Linked DNA regions of Oryctolagus cuniculus: region 1 is linked to region 2. Evidence: chromatin contacts called from public Hi-C data. All regions are on one chromosome and are shown on one strand. Each heading gives the region's core, a stretch centred on a gene start, on an enhancer-like site or on the middle of the called end of the contact. The rest is flanking DNA. Distances are from core to core; before and after follow the strand shown.

Region 1 (2,700 bases), core at 165-2,664, 260 kb before region 2:
GAGACTGCATGGACTTCAGTTGTGTGGTTGTTGTTTGCTTAGGCACGTGGGCATCCTTCCTGACTACCGTCATTCCCACCTTAAAAAAGAGGTCATAAATGGCAGTGCAATCCTTTTGGGGCACATCAGCCTGGCATGGTCAGGACTGGATAGGAAGGGGCATCTCCACGGCATCTCTTCCCTAGTACTTTTTGAAATAAAACAACAGGCTGGGCATTTAGTCTAACAGTTAAGACACCCATGGCCCACACCTGGGCGCCTAGATTCAATACACGAGGCTCCACTCCTGACTCCAGCTTCCTGCTAATGCAGACCCTGGGAGACATCAAGTGATGGCTCAAGTGATTGGGTTCCTGGAGGTCCCTCACTTGGGAGGCCTGGATTATGTTCCCAGCTCCTGGCTTTGGCTTGGCCCAGCCTCAGCTATTGCGGGTTTTTGAATAGTGAACCAGGAGATATTCTCTCTCTCTCTCTCTCTCTCTCTCTCTCATAATAAGAACAAGCCAACCATAAAAGCAGGAAAAGTCTCAGGAGCGTATACACGCAGCATAGCATAGAAAAGTGAGGCCGTAGTTTAGATGTCAGTCTGGAGTTTCCCCACTTGGAATGTGGTCCCCAGGCCAGCAGCATCAGCATCCCCGGAGAACCAGTGAGCAACTCGGAGTTCCAGGCCCCATCCCCAAAGCATGCAGTGGGAATCTGCAGTTTAACCAGAGCCCCAGGGAATTCGCTCTCACAGCACGGTTTGAGACGCTCTGGTCCAGCCGCTCGGAGAACTCACTCATTACAGCACCACCTGGTTCCCATGGTCTGTTACTAATAAAACAGCTGTCTGTTCCCCCCAACTGGGGCTCCATCCCAGTGAGACACCAGGGCCCAGGCTGTTCCCATTAAGGGGGAGGTTTTCCGCAGCTCCGCCCAGGCCCTGGCTGGCCCCATGCCCAGTGTCCTGGCGGGTTCCCAGCTGAGAAGACAGCTCACTTCCTCCTGCTGAACTGCTCCCCGCTCCCCGAGATGTAAACTCTTTCCAGCACGAACAAAGATGCATCTGTCTGGCTCAGGTTTTTTCCTACCAAGTGTTTATTTATCCATCCACCCTGGGCCTCCGAGGACCCGGCCCCTGACCTGGTGGTGGAAGGAGCCAGGGAGGGGTAGCCGAAGGAGGGAGGACAAGAAGCCAGGAGCTTGGCCGCTGCTCTGCCTTCTCCATGCTTCTGGAAAAGTTCCCGGCCACATCTGGATGCAGTGACGCGGCTGGACTCCAGAGCAGCAGGGAGGAGGGGGGTGGGCGGAGCGGGGAGCTGTGCTGACGCTGGCCCAGACCACCCAGGAGTCTGCAGCGTGGAGACCACTGCCCTCCCACGGGCTGCCAACTCTCTGATCCCAAAGTCAGAGCACAGAGCCAGCCCCGCTGAGAACCGCACACTGCCACTGTCCTGAGCCCACCCCACCCCAAGCTGCAGGGACTCTGTAGGAGCCCAGCGCTGTGTCTGTCTCTTTCTTGAACTTTCTACTCCCCTCGCTTCCTAACGGCAGCCATTCCCCCAAACAGACCTCCTCTTTTCCCTCCCCACTCCCTTCTAGATCCTCCTCTGTGTGGCTAATCTCTCAAATAAAAAGCACAACATGTCCATAAAACCACTAATAAGGGCACAGCCCAAAAATGTTGCCAGCCGGAGCCTCAGCTCTTCCCTCGCAGCTCTGCAAGGTTAGCATTCCTCCCCTGCTCCACAGAGGGGACCAGCAAGCCTGGGAGATGTTAAAGGACAAAGTAACCCAGGCCTCTGGGGTCAAATGCTCACCTGAGCTGCCTCCAGCCCAGGTCCCAGGACCTCTCCGTGCAGGCTCAGAATCAGACAGCGTTCTCCCATTAGCCACCTGCTGACATCCCTAGCTCTGTGAAGGGCTGGACCCCTTGCCTCAGCCACTAGGCCCCAAATTTAGAACCTTGTTTCTGCATCATGCCCTCTCCTCGCTGTCACCCTAGGTCTGCCCAGTGGCAGAGGTGAGTAGATGCTCCGTCCCCACTTCCTAATCACTCTGGTGATTGCCTCCCAGCCAGTCCAGTCCACTTGTCCCTGGGGCTCTTTTCCTACTATCTCCTGGTCCATCCACTACCCACAAACCCTCATGAGATATGAGTGGCATAAGAGGCCACAAGCATTCCCTGTCCTGAATCCTCACCCTTTGCAATGCGACAGGGAATCACTTCCGTCAAGAGGTAGCGTCTGTTTGCTTGGGCTGGCCTCAGGAACATGGAAGTGACAACTGCCCGTTCGGAGTGTAGGCTTCAGGCAGCCGTATGCATTTCCACTTCTCTGGGAAATCTGTCCAGCTACCATGTAAGTAGGTCCTGGCTCGCTTTTAGCAGAATGGGAAAACGTGTGGCCCAGGGACCCTCCCCTCAACTCCAAGGGCCCAGCCAACAGCCAACCAAATACCAACCCCGTGGTGATGCCATCCTGAATTGGCTGGCACCAGGCCAGCCTGTCAGCTGACCCACACACACGGGAGGACTACCGTGCCAGCAGAGCCAGCTCAGGCCAGAGGAGTCACCCAGCAGACCCCAGCCCGCTGAGAAATAATTAACGACTCGGGTGTTGAGTCACTCAACTTGGGGAGGGTTTGTTACATAGCAAAGGCAAATTGATCCCCTCCACTTGTCCTCTGCGCAGCTCCCAGGTACTCCGCAGGTCAAAT
Region 2 (2,700 bases), core at 151-2,650:
GACATCGTGGCACAATGGGGTAAGCCACAGCTTGGGATGCCTGCCTCCCGTACTGGAGTACAGGTTCGAGTCCCACTATTCTGTTTCTGATCCAGACTCCTGCTAATGCACCTTGGAAGGCAGCAGATGATGGCCAAGTTGTTGCCACCCACATGAGAGACATGGTTGGCATTCCTGGCTCCTGGCTGCAGCCCAGCCCAGCACTTGTTATTTTGAGCATTTGGGGAGTCAACTAGTAGATGGAAGATCTCTCTCTGGCTCTCACTCTTGCTCTCACTCTCTCTCTCTCCCTTTCAAATAAAAAGAAAAAAAATTTAAAAATGAACGATAAAGGTGTGAAAGGAGAAATGCACAGGAAGACAGCCACGAACTACAATTTCCTCCCGTGGCTTCCCCAGCATCACGCTGGCCTGCCTTCCTTCACCACGGCCTCTGCTCCGCGCAGGCTCCTAGGGGTCCTTGCTGGAGCTCAACCTTGAGCACCCAGGGCACTGTCCTTGGTCCTCATGTCTTCTTTGTCTACACCCATCTACCTGAAGCTTCACTGGAGCCCAGATCCCGAATCTGTCCCTCTGAGTGACAGCCTTCCCCTCTGCCTATGGCTTGACTCCCCCCTATATTGTTCTTAGGAGACTTTTTAAAGCATTTGTATTTAAAGCATTTTAAAGCAAAGCATTTGTTGTTTTGAGAACTAACTGCTTTTATGTGTCGGGTCATCCTCGGATACCACTCTATTGCATACACATGACGCACTCCTGTATGCACTTATGCATTTATTTAGCCCATAAACGTACGCATTTATGGCGACATGCATGGAAAAGTCGAGAGACTAACACACACTATCCATATTTATCTACCGACTGTGGGATTACTAGAACTTGTAAAACATAGGTAGCACCGTCCAAGAGATATAATATTGCAGTGTTGCTTATAAAAATAAACTAAATATGTAGCAGTTTATTGCATAGATTGATCACCCATAATTGGAACAATATACAACCATTAAAAAGAACGTTGCCAATGATATTCACCCATATGGCAAAATTCTCATCACTTGATGCCAGACATATGGGCCACAGAATCTAATGTCTTTTTTAAAGCATTAAAAAATAATAATAATAAAACTGCACTGGCCGAGAGAAAACACTGGAAGGAAATGTATCCAAATGTTACCTGTGCATCTCTGCAGGTGCTGGGGAGGAAGGCGATTTCTGGCTTCCTGTATTTTTCGGTATCCGCAAAAGACATGGGTTATCTACCTTAGTTTTAAAAAAAGGAAGAAGAGGACGAAGCTGTTAATCCTTGAGGGCAACAAGCCGCTATCCACCGGCGCATTGGCGGCGCCCCGCGCCCCGCCCGCACGCCAGGGCCCGCAGGTCGCCGGACGCCGAGCGCTGGCCGGTCCCGCAGGCCGCAGCGCCCCCGGTGGCGGGTCCGGGGCGGCGGGAAGGGGGTGGGCGCGGAGGACGGGGAGGCGGCGCCGGGCGTCCCCGCGCTTCCCGCGAGATCCCGCTCCGCCCGCTCCGCCCCGCTCGCCGCGCTCGCAGCTCCCCGCGCCGCGGCACTTCCTGCCTCCCGCGCCCGCGCCGCCCGCCCGCGCCCGCGCCCGCCGCCTGCCGCCCGCCGCCCGGCGCTGCGCCCGCCGGCGCTCCCCGAGGTGCCCCCGGCCCGGCCGGGTCGCCGCCCCGCCCGCCGCCCCGCGAGCCGCTTTGTCTCGGGCGGGGCGCGCGGGAGAGGCCGCCAGGTGCCCCCCGCCGCGGGCCGGGGCCCCCCGCCCCGGGGCGGCAGCGGCGGTGCCGGGCCCCGGGGCGGGGGGCGCGCCGCGATGGGCCCCAAGCGGCGGCAGCTGACGTTCCGGGAGAAGTCGCGGATCATCCAGGAGGTGGAGGAGAACCCGGACCTGCGCAAGGGCGAGATCGCGCGGCGCTTCAACATCCCGCCGTCCACGCTGAGCACCATCCTGAAGAACAAGCGCGCCATCCTGGCGTCGGAGCGCAAGTACGGGGTGGCCTCCACCTGCCGCAAGACCAACAAGCTGTCCCCTTACGACAAGCTCGAGGGCTTGCTCATCGCCTGGTTCCAGCAGATCCGCGCCGCCGGCCTGCCGGTCAAGGGCATCATCCTCAAGGAGAAAGCGCTTCGGATAGCCGAGGAGCTGGGCATGGACGACTTCACCGCCTCCAACGGCTGGCTGGACCGCTTCCGCCGACGCCACGGAGTGGTGTCCTGCAGCGGCGTGGCCCGCTCCCGGGGGCGGAACGCGGCCCCCCGGACCCCCGCGGCCCCTGCCAGCCCTGCCGCCGTGCCCTCGGAGGGCGGCGGCGGCGGCGGCGGCACGACGGGCTGGCGCGCTCGCGAGGAGCAGCCGCCGTCGGTGGCCGAGGGCTACGCGTCGCAGGACGTGTTCAGCGCCACCGAGACCAGCCTGTGGTACGACTTTCTGCCCGACCAGGCCTCGGGGCTGTGCGGAGGCGATGGCAGGGCGCGCCAAGCCACCCAGCGCCTGAGCGTCCTGCTGTGCGCCAACGCCGATGGCAGCGAGAAGCTGCCCCCGCTGGTGGCCGGCAAGTCGGCCAAGCCCCGCGCGGGCCAGGCCGGCCTGCCCTGCGACTACACCGCCAACTCGAAGGGTGGTGTCACCACCCAGGCCCTGGCCAAGTACTTGAAGGCCCTGGACACCAGGATGGCTGCAGAGTCCCG

The links. A called contact is a pair of places that touch in the nucleus more often than the background predicts.
Region 1: a Hi-C map of skin fibroblasts shows a contact between it and region 2, with 2.3 times the contacts expected there. The contact joins the enhancer-like site here to the promoter of CDC25B in region 2. A contact is called at or near these places in 2 of 6 Hi-C or Micro-C datasets (ear pinna and skin fibroblasts).

Annotation. Positions count from the first base shown.
Region 1 is chr11:29,370,180-29,372,879 of mOryCun1.1, reverse strand. All of the region lies in intron 4 of LOC103348222 (a long non-coding RNA gene), which reads left to right. Among named protein-coding and RNA genes, the nearest start is that of RNF24, 40 kb to the right of the region's middle. Within about 2 kb of position 1,414, at least 4 of the 8 cell types and tissues checked have an H3K27ac peak or open chromatin away from gene starts, as enhancers often do. A contact at or near this core is called in ear pinna, where this site is marked.
Region 2 is chr11:29,114,727-29,117,426 of mOryCun1.1, reverse strand. CDC25B (cell division cycle 25B) reads right to left here and starts at 1,400. Exons shown (of 16, transcript XM_070052045.1): 1 at 1,174-1,400. The coding sequence starts at 1,181. It overlaps CENPB (centromere protein B), which reads left to right and starts at 1,561. Exons shown (of 1, transcript XM_017341755.3): 1 at 1,561-2,700. The coding sequence starts at 1,826.